Regions from separate parts of the Triticum aestivum genome. Here region 1 is linked to region 2. The links are chromatin contacts, called in public Hi-C maps. All regions are on one chromosome and are shown on one strand. Each heading gives the region's core, a stretch centred on a gene start, on an enhancer-like site or on the middle of the called end of the contact. The rest is flanking DNA. Distances are from core to core; before and after follow the strand shown.

The links. A called contact is a pair of places that touch in the nucleus more often than the background predicts.
Region 1: a Hi-C map of leaf shows a contact between it and region 2, with 4 times the contacts expected there. The contact joins two enhancer-like sites. A contact is called at or near these places in 2 of 5 Hi-C or Micro-C datasets (both in leaf).

The regions. Positions count from the first base shown.
Region 1 is chr5B:129,661,997-129,666,513 of IWGSC CS RefSeq v2.1, forward strand. No RefSeq gene overlaps it. Among protein-coding and RNA genes, the nearest start is that of LOC123110783, 7.4 kb to the right of the region's middle. Within about 2 kb of position 2,730, at least 4 of the 8 cell types and tissues checked have an H3K27ac peak or open chromatin away from gene starts, as enhancers often do. A contact at or near this core is called in leaf, where this site is marked.
Region 2 is chr5B:129,014,235-129,018,825 of IWGSC CS RefSeq v2.1, forward strand. No RefSeq gene overlaps it. Among protein-coding and RNA genes, the nearest start is that of LOC123115832, 4.0 kb to the right of the region's middle. Within about 2 kb of position 2,682, at least 4 of the 8 cell types and tissues checked have an H3K27ac peak or open chromatin away from gene starts, as enhancers often do. A contact at or near this core is called in leaf, where this site is marked.

The sequences.
Region 1 (4,517 bases), core at 1,480-3,979, 650 kb after region 2:
GGTTGCGACAAATGACGCACATGCAGCGCGTCATTTGTCACAACCTGGGGAAGTTGGAGTGATCTCCGCAAGGAGTACTCCTTAACTAGTGATTTCGTTATTTGGCATTGTAAGTGACTGTCCTTACAGTTTCTGCAAATGGGCACGTACCATTGGGCCGGCCTTTAAAGCTGTAGGTGACCATTCTTACTGTTTCTGCAAATAGATGCCTACGGGAAGAGCTCCTAACCGGCGCTCTCAGTTAATTCATTATGAAAAATGATTCCCAAATCTTGAGAAAAAAGTTCACGGATTTGAAACAAGTTCATCTAATTTTGAAAAAAGGTTCACCGATTTTAAAAGAAGTCCATCGATTTGAAATAAGTTCATAGAAATTGAAAAAAAAATCATCAAATCTGAAAAAAGTTCATCGACCATTGGAAAAGTTCATCGAAATTCAAAAAAGGTTCATCAAATTTGAAAAAAAGTTCATCGAAATTCAAAAAATGTATATGGATTATGAAAATAGTTCATCGATTTGAAGAAAACGTTCATGTATTTGCGAACCAATTAATCGGACCAAGATGAGGGAAAAAACGAAAATTTAAAAAGGAAGAAGGACGAATAATTAAAGGAAAAAATTATTGGGAAACAGATCCCGCCTGGTATCCTGGTGGTTACATTGGCGGTTGTTGACGAGTTTGAATCCTGGTAGTGGGGAACTCCTATACGCCGCATTTTGCGGCGAGTAGTCGCCCTTTCGCACAGAGCCAGCTCACCTGGGCCGGCCCATTTGCTGTAGGGGTGGAAAATCACAAAAATGAAAATGCTCCAACAATACGAGTCGAACACACAACCTCTCGGTAACGTGCACCTTGCGCTAGCCACCTCAACCGGCTACCGCGGGTGTTAACTTGCCATCGCGAATGTTAAAGACCCTAGCTATAAAACTTAAAAAACACAAACCATAAACCGTTGCAGATCTGATCTTTTTCTAAAATTTTGAACATGAATTTTTGAACCATGAACTTTATTTGGTAAAATAATTGTATTTATGGGCAAAAGCAAAAAATTGAATAGGAGAACTTTTCTAGAAATTACGAACAGTTTTGTGAAAATGCAAACAAATTTATTTTTTGTTTCCTTTTCGTTTGAACAAATTGATGAAACCGTTCACACTTTTCAAAATGTGAATAAATTTTGAAACCGCACATTTTTTGAATTGTGAAAAAAAAATTGAAACTGCAAACATTTTTCAAATTGTGAACAAATTTTGAAAGATGAACAAATTTCAAATTCGTGAAAAATTGAGGATATTTTCCGAATTGTGAACAAATTTTGAAACACTAAACATTTTTCAAATGGTGAACAAATTTTGAAACATGAATAAATTGAAAATTTGTGAACAAAATTATAAAAATGCGAACATTTTTTAATCCACAAATTTTTTTAAACTGCGAACATTTTTTGAATTGTGAACAAATTTTGAAACATGAACATATTTCAAATTTGTGTACAAAATTATAAAATTATGTACATTTTTAAAATTCTGAACAAATTTTGAAACCGTAATTGTTTTTCTAATTCTGAACAACTTTTAAAACATGAAGAAAATTCAAATTTGTGAATTTTTTTATAAATTATGAACATTTTTCGAATGTACGAACAAATTTTGAAAACTGTAAACATTTTTGAATTGTGATCAAGTTTTGGAACATGAAATAATTTCGAATTCATGAACAAAATTCGAAAAATGCGAACATTTTTCGAATATATGAACAAATTTTGAAACTGTGAACATTTTTCAAATTGCAAACAAATTTTAAACATGAACAAATTTCAAATTCTTGAACAAAATTTTAAAATTGTGAACATTTTTCGAATTCCGAACAAATTTTGAAACCATATTTCTTTTATACTGTGAACAAATTTTAACACATGAATAAATTTCAAATTCATGAACAATAATTGTGAACATTTTTCGAATCAGCGAACAAATTTTGAAAACCATGAACATTTTTGAATTATGTACAAATTTTGGAACATAAACAAATTTCAAATTCGTGAACAAATTATAAAATTGTGAACATTTTTCGTTAAACTGCGACCATTTTTTGAATTGTAAACAAATTTTGAAATATGGTGCAATTCCAAAATTCGTGAACAAAATTATATAATTGTGAACATTTTTCAAATTGTTAACAAATATTAAAACCGTAATTTGTTTTTGAATTGTGAATTTTTTTTGAAACCGTGAACATTTTTTAAATTATGCACAAACTTTGGATCCGTGAATTTTTTTTGAATTGTGCTCAAATTTTAAATTAATAAAAAACAAAATAGAAAGAAAAAACAGAAAAAGGAAAAATAAAGAAACAGAATAAAGAAACAAAAGGAAAAACTAGAAAAAGGAAAATAAGGGAAAAGAAAAGAAAAAAATTAGAAAAACGGACCAAAAAAAAACCGATTCAAAGAACCATCTAGAAGTTTCCCAAAACCAGAAAAAACCAGCAGGGAACCTTAGGTTCCCAAAATAGGTGACGTTCGAACAGTTAAACGGGCCGGCCCGTTGCGTGGCTGCTCGGACGCTTGCATGTGCGAAGCGCCGGCAGTTTGACGCAACGAGCGGCAATTAGGATATTCCCTGGTAGTGCCCCTTTTTTGCCGATTAAGACACAATAGAAGCACGTCAGATGGGCCGGCCCAGCGCCGCGCCGGAGTATGCACCCGTTTGCGCAAACCGAAGAATCGGGCGCAACGGGCGCCGATAGGGTTTGGCGCCTACGGGTGCACACCCCCTGTCAGCATTGGGCCGGCCTTTTTATGCTGTATCGTGTTTTGAAAAATAAAAGGTGCAGATGTGTGTGAGAGACTAGGTTTGGAATCGGGATCTCATCGCTGCGCGGATACTGCACTATTTTTTTTTTTGACAGCAGCGCGGATACTGCACTAATCACTAGGCCACCTACTCGTTGGTGCGTATCTACTTCCGTTCTTATATTTTTCAGGAAATGCCTTCTATGTTTTTTATTTTTTCTTTTTTTGTTTTCCTGCTTTTTTTTATTTTCTTTAAATGCGTAAACTTGTTTCAAATTGATAGTTCTTTCAAAGTTGATGATTTTTTTTCAAATTCAATGGATTTCTTTTCCAAATTCAAATGATCAGTTTTTCAAATTGGGTCAACCTTTTCTAAATTCACTGATTTTTCAATTACATTTTAAAAAAAATTGATTAACGTTTTTTTAAATTTGATTTTTTTGAAATTCAATGAACTTTTTTACTGATTAATAAATGTTTTTGATAATCCTTGAACTTTTTTTCCAAAGGTAATGAACTTTTTTTCAAAATTGTGAACTTTTTTGTATCAAAATTGATGATAGCCTTTTGAGGGGTAGATGTATAATTTATTTTGTGTGAACTCTTGAAATTGACGTATAAGTTTTTTCTAGGGGTAGACGTATAAGTTTCCACGACCGAACGACGTTTTCTTTTTCAGAATTCACGATCGAATGAGTTTTATTTTAGGCAATCACGGTCGGAGGAGTGGTCGAAATCACTAATTGAGGAGTACTCCTTGCAAACATCACTCCCACCTCCTCGGGTTGTCGCAAGTGGCGCGATGCATGTGCGCCATCTAGGAGTTTTTCTTTTTTTTGTAGTTTCGTTTATTCAAAATGTTTTATCTCTTAAACCGTGCTTCCAAATTTCGAAGCGTTTTCACCGGTGGACTCCTTGCGTCGAGATCTTCAATACTAGATCCCATGTTATAGGTTTTGACGGACTTTTTTTTACGAAAAAACCCGGACAAAAAAACCGAATCGGGATCCTTTCCGAAAGAGGCACGGGCGTGCCTCTCGCGGAAGCAAAAAAATAGACAACAGGTTTTTTTCGTTTCCGAGAGGAACGGCCGTGCTTCTAGCAAAAGTACAACCGTTCATCTCGTGGAAACAAAACCGTGCCTCTCGCGGAAGGGAAAAATATAAAAGATTGTTTTCTTTTCGTTTTCGAGAGGATGCCTCTTGCGAAAGCACAACTGTGCCTCTCGCGAAAGCAAAATCGTGTCTCTCGCGGAAGGAAAAAACAGAAAGTATTTTTTTTTCATTTTCGAGAGGCACGGCCGTGCCTCTTGTGAAAGGACACCCGTGCCTCTCACGAAAGCAAAACCTTATCTCTCGTGAAAGGAAAAAACAGAAAAATGCGGGGATTTTTTCATTTCCGAGAGGCACGGCAGTGCTTCTCGCGAAAGCAAAACCTTGGCTCACGCGGAAGCAAAAGAAATGCGCTTTTTCACGCAAATTTTTTTGTGCAAAAGTTCAGGAAGATCGGTGAAAATCTAAAAAGTTAAAAAAATATAAAAAATGCTTAAAAAGCCGAAAACGCGTGCGAAAAATAAATAATTAAATAATCTGAAGGGAGCGTCCAAAGCATGACACGTGACGACGGCTGAGAGCGCGCCAAGTGACGTGCCCTTAGCCCACCCCAGAAGTGATCGTTGTGAGGCTCCTGAAGAAGCGCTCGTCAACTAGTTGCTCTTACGA
Region 2 (4,591 bases), core at 1,432-3,931:
GGAAGGAAGCGGCGGAGACGGTGCTGGCCTCCCCGACGGCGAACTTGGACATGACGCCGAAGACGCGGATGCGTGCGAGGACGAGGCTGGCCAGCCGGCTGCAGTCCTCCATGTCGACGAGGCCCGCCACGTACGCCTCGGCTTCCGCCCACTTGTCCTGGGCCAGCAGCAGCCGCAGGTACTCCGGCATGAAGGACACGTCCGTCTCCTGCTCCAGCCTGCAATGCACGAGAAACTCTGCCTTGAATCATGCACGCATCGTTGCAATTGGTGTCTCCGGTTGGATTCCGCCGGCAGCAACAGGAGATTCTGTATGGACATGGCCGGACCAAAGTGAAGATGGTCAGAGAGACGTACGCGTGTGCGGTGTCGGAGAGATTCCAGCGCCTGAGGAAGCAGAGGAGCCGCCGGAGACGGGGCGAAGTCAGGCCAGCGACGTCGCCGTGGAAAGGCCTCATCGCTCTGCTCTCTCCCGGCGCTTCTGTTGATCTTTCCTCTGCTTTGCGCCTCCCTTCTTATTTCGGTTCCCGGGGAGGGAGAGGGGTGGACACCGGAGAGGGTGGAGAAGGGTTTATGGGCCACCTGAGAGCTTATTGGGCTGGGGGCTATAGTTTCTTATGAAGGCTGGGGGCCATAGTTAGAGACGCTCGCTGCGGCAAACAGGCGCGGTTTCGCACAGGCGGGTGTCCAACTGGGCCGGCCCATGAGTGTAACGACCGACAGTACGCTGTAGCTAAAAAAATGCCGTCGTCACGGGAATTCGAAACCAAAACCTCACGTGGTTCTACCAGTTGAACTAGCATTCTTTACTGATTATACAGCAGTGCCAAGCTTAAAGAACCAACCGCAGCGCAGATCCACATAATATCTTGAATTTCAAAAGCATTTTTTATTGAAAAAAACAAAGGGATCTGTGAACACAAACAAATTGCTAAGTTGTGAATAAAATATTAAAACTGAAATATATTTTAAAATATGGAACATGTTTTGAAATTCCAAGACAAAATTTGAAAACATGAACATATTTTGAAAAATGTGAAACCAAGAACATTTTTTGAAATTGGTGAACAAATAATTGAAACTTGACAATTTCGAAACTCCTGAAAAAATGAAAATGTGCACATTTCTAAAATTTGCGAACAATTTTTGAAAACGGGAACATGTTTTGAACCACCCGAACATTTTTTGAAATTTGTGAACAAAAATTTGAAACTCAAAAATGAACCTGTGCACATTTTTTGAAATTTATGAACAATTTGTTTAAAATGGGAACTTGTTTTGAACCACCCGAACATTTTTTTTTGAAATTTGTGAACAAAAATTTGAAACTCAAAAATGAACCTGTGCACATTTTTTGAAATGTTTGAACAATTTGTTTAAAATGGGAACTTGTTTTGAACCACCCGAACATTTTTTTTTGAAATTTGTGAACAAAACTTTGAAACTGAACAATTTCGAAACCCCTAAAAAATGAAAACATGCAAAGCCCTCAAAAAAATGAAAACATGCACATTTTTTAAATTTTGCAAACAATTTCTTTAAAACGGGAACTTTTTTGAAAATAGAACAATATTTTAAAAAATGGAACATTTTCTGAATTTATGACCAAAATTTGAACTCACGAAAGTTTTTAAAAATTTTAAAAAAATTAGTTTTTGAAACATTTTTCAAAAATATGATAAAAGTGAAGAAAGAAAAAAGGAACTCGAAATAAGAAAGAAAACAAAAAAGGATAAAGAAAAAAGTAAATAGAAAGAAGAAAAAGAAACAGAAAAATGACAAAAAGGAAAACGGATAAAAAGAAAAACAGAAATTAAAAGGAAAACCGGTAAAAGAAAATAAACCAGTTCAGGGAAACTTCTAGAAGGTTCCCAAAACCGGACGATAGGACAGGAACTGCATACGCATAATGGGCCGGCCCATCGCGTCGCTCGGTCGCTTCGCCTGTGCGAACCGCCGACAGTTTGACGCAGCGCGCGTCAAATAGGGTCTTCCGTTAGAGATAGCGAAAGCCTCGCGTTAGGTGGAGCCCCAGATGGGCCGGCATAGCTGCACGGGAGGCCACGGTCTGTTTTTTTTTCTGTTTTCTGTTCTAGTTTTTTGCTTTATTTTTACTAGGAAAACTGCCCGTGCGTTGCACCGGAAGAAAAAAAAAACCACATACTCATGCGTTGTATTTTGATATTGACTACTGAGATCAATATCATCTGGAGACAATATATTTTATATTTCTGTGTGTGTCATGATGTGTGTATATATGGTAGTCCGACATTACCTACTACTTGTTCTTTCTATCCCTTTCAGTTTCCGCATCCTAGTAGTCAGTCAGTATGAGTTCATGATTGACATAAAGAGAGTCAAATTTAACTTTTTTTTCGAGATGAGTCAAATTCAACCTTAAAACAAAAACCCAATATATGCATAGTTCGGACAACAAAGACATGTACTAACACGTTCGCGTTATGGACTCGAAGATTTTTATCGATATGCGTGAAGGATCCAAACAAATTACTCTCAAAAAATAAGTCAAAACTATTAAAAACAGAAAAAGAACCTGTTCAACGATGTGTGCACGCTCCATGAAAAAAAACCAACAACATGCGTGTACGCTAGCTAGCAACACGCGTGTGGTCTAGAAGCCGCGTCGCTAGCTCCTCCAGCCTTGCCCCGTCGGTCGTACCTCGCAGCTCTCTTTCGCATGTTTATCCACATCCCGACCTCGTCGCTAGTTCCTCCAGCCTTGCCCCGTCGGTCGTACTCGCAGCTCTCTTTCGCATGTTTATCCACATCTCGACCTCGTCCTTTCCCTGGACCAGGGCATGGACACTCCACCGCCGCCGCTGCGCCAACCGCCGTCCGGATTCCCTCCGCCCACGACGCCGCCGGATCTCTCACCGCCGAGATCCCCCCTCCCTCCCCCGCTCCACCCCAGACCATGGCGCCGCCGGGATCCCCTCCCCCCCCCCCCCCCCCCCCCCCCCCCCCCCCGCGACGCCGCCGTATCTCTGCACCACCCGGATCCCCCTGTTCCACCACCCCGGACCCGGATCCCCCTGTTCCACCACCCCGGACCATGGAGCTCTCTCCGGCCTCTTTTCTGTATCTTGACACCGGATCTCGCTCCCCCGGCCCTCCATTGGCTCTCTCCCTCCTTTTTTTGGATTTCATGCGCCTCTATCATCTTTGATTGTTGATTCTCATCCGTCTTTGCTGGCTTGTTGGAATGGCAGTTAGAAAGCATGTCCTACCACCGTCAGCGTTGTGATCGGTAAAGAAAGTTATGTAATCCTTATAGCATCTTATGTAAGACACCTGCGCAGCAAATTAAATGCATAAGAAAAAACGATACTAATCTCAAACCAGAAAGAGATACTAAGATAACTTAATGGATTCCTGATCCCCGTGTATATGCATTTTGCTTTCTTTCAGGCTAAAAAGTTCTAGCAAACTAAAAGCATCACCAAGTAACCAAAGTCTAATCAAACATCATGCACGTCATGCTGCTATCTCCGCCTCCCCAATTAATGCCCGCCACTGTCGATGGCACATCAGACTCGCAATCCTTTCCTTCCATCCCCATCCACAGACTTCTAATTTCAAACATATAACCATGGATTTGTGTTATATTTCATAATTTTTACATTCATCGGTCCAATAATATGTTATATATGCAGATTTGTTTTTGGAACTTTTGAAAGTTCCACATTTCAGATTCTTAATCCAGTGGGTGCGCCTGAGGCTAGGTGCACAAAATCAGCTCTTGTGACTCTTGTTCTATCTATGTATGAGGTAAAAAAACTACTGAGCAGTACCTCAGGAAAACCAGAAGGTTATGCAATGTTGTACTCCCCCCCCCCCCCAACCCCCCCCCAATCCAGTGGGTGCGCCTGAGGCTAGGTGCACAAAATCAGCTCTTGTGACTCTTGTTCTATCTATGTATGAGGTAAAAAAACTACTGAGCAGTACCTCAGGAAAACCAGAAGGTTATGCAATGTTGTACTCCCCCCCCCCCCCCCCCCCCCCGGTTCCATAATTCTGGTCGTGGATATATTTTAGTGGCTGTTGCAGAGTTAAATGGGTTGTACAGAGAATTACATAGTGGAGACATAACATTCATATCAAATAGTTCAGAATTTTGAAACAGTTAGTCAGCTTAACCGAAAGACTAAAACCATTCTTTGTTGCAGTTCAGTTAACTCAAGCTATTATAGTTCACTCACCATAGGCATCCAAGCATCCAACTTATTTGCATATTGAATTGAAAATGTAATCAAAGGGGCATGGGATGGAGGTGCAAGTTAGCCCTGCCAGGCATAAAATTCTGGATCACACTCACATATCCTGGTCCAATTTTCCAAGAGGGGTCTTCTTTATCACCTAGATGTCTGGTGTTAAGAAGTTCTCTTGGAGAGTGTCCTCATTCCACCACCTACTGTCAGCAGAAAACAGTTCTCTCACCTTCCTCACCCTTGAAACTCGCAAGGACATCAAGTATTCAGTGGTCAACCCAAATATGTTTGGTCGTGCCATCTCAAATTCTCTTCACTAAGCCTATTTCAAGTGCTCTCCTCCTTTTCAGGATTGCCTCCCA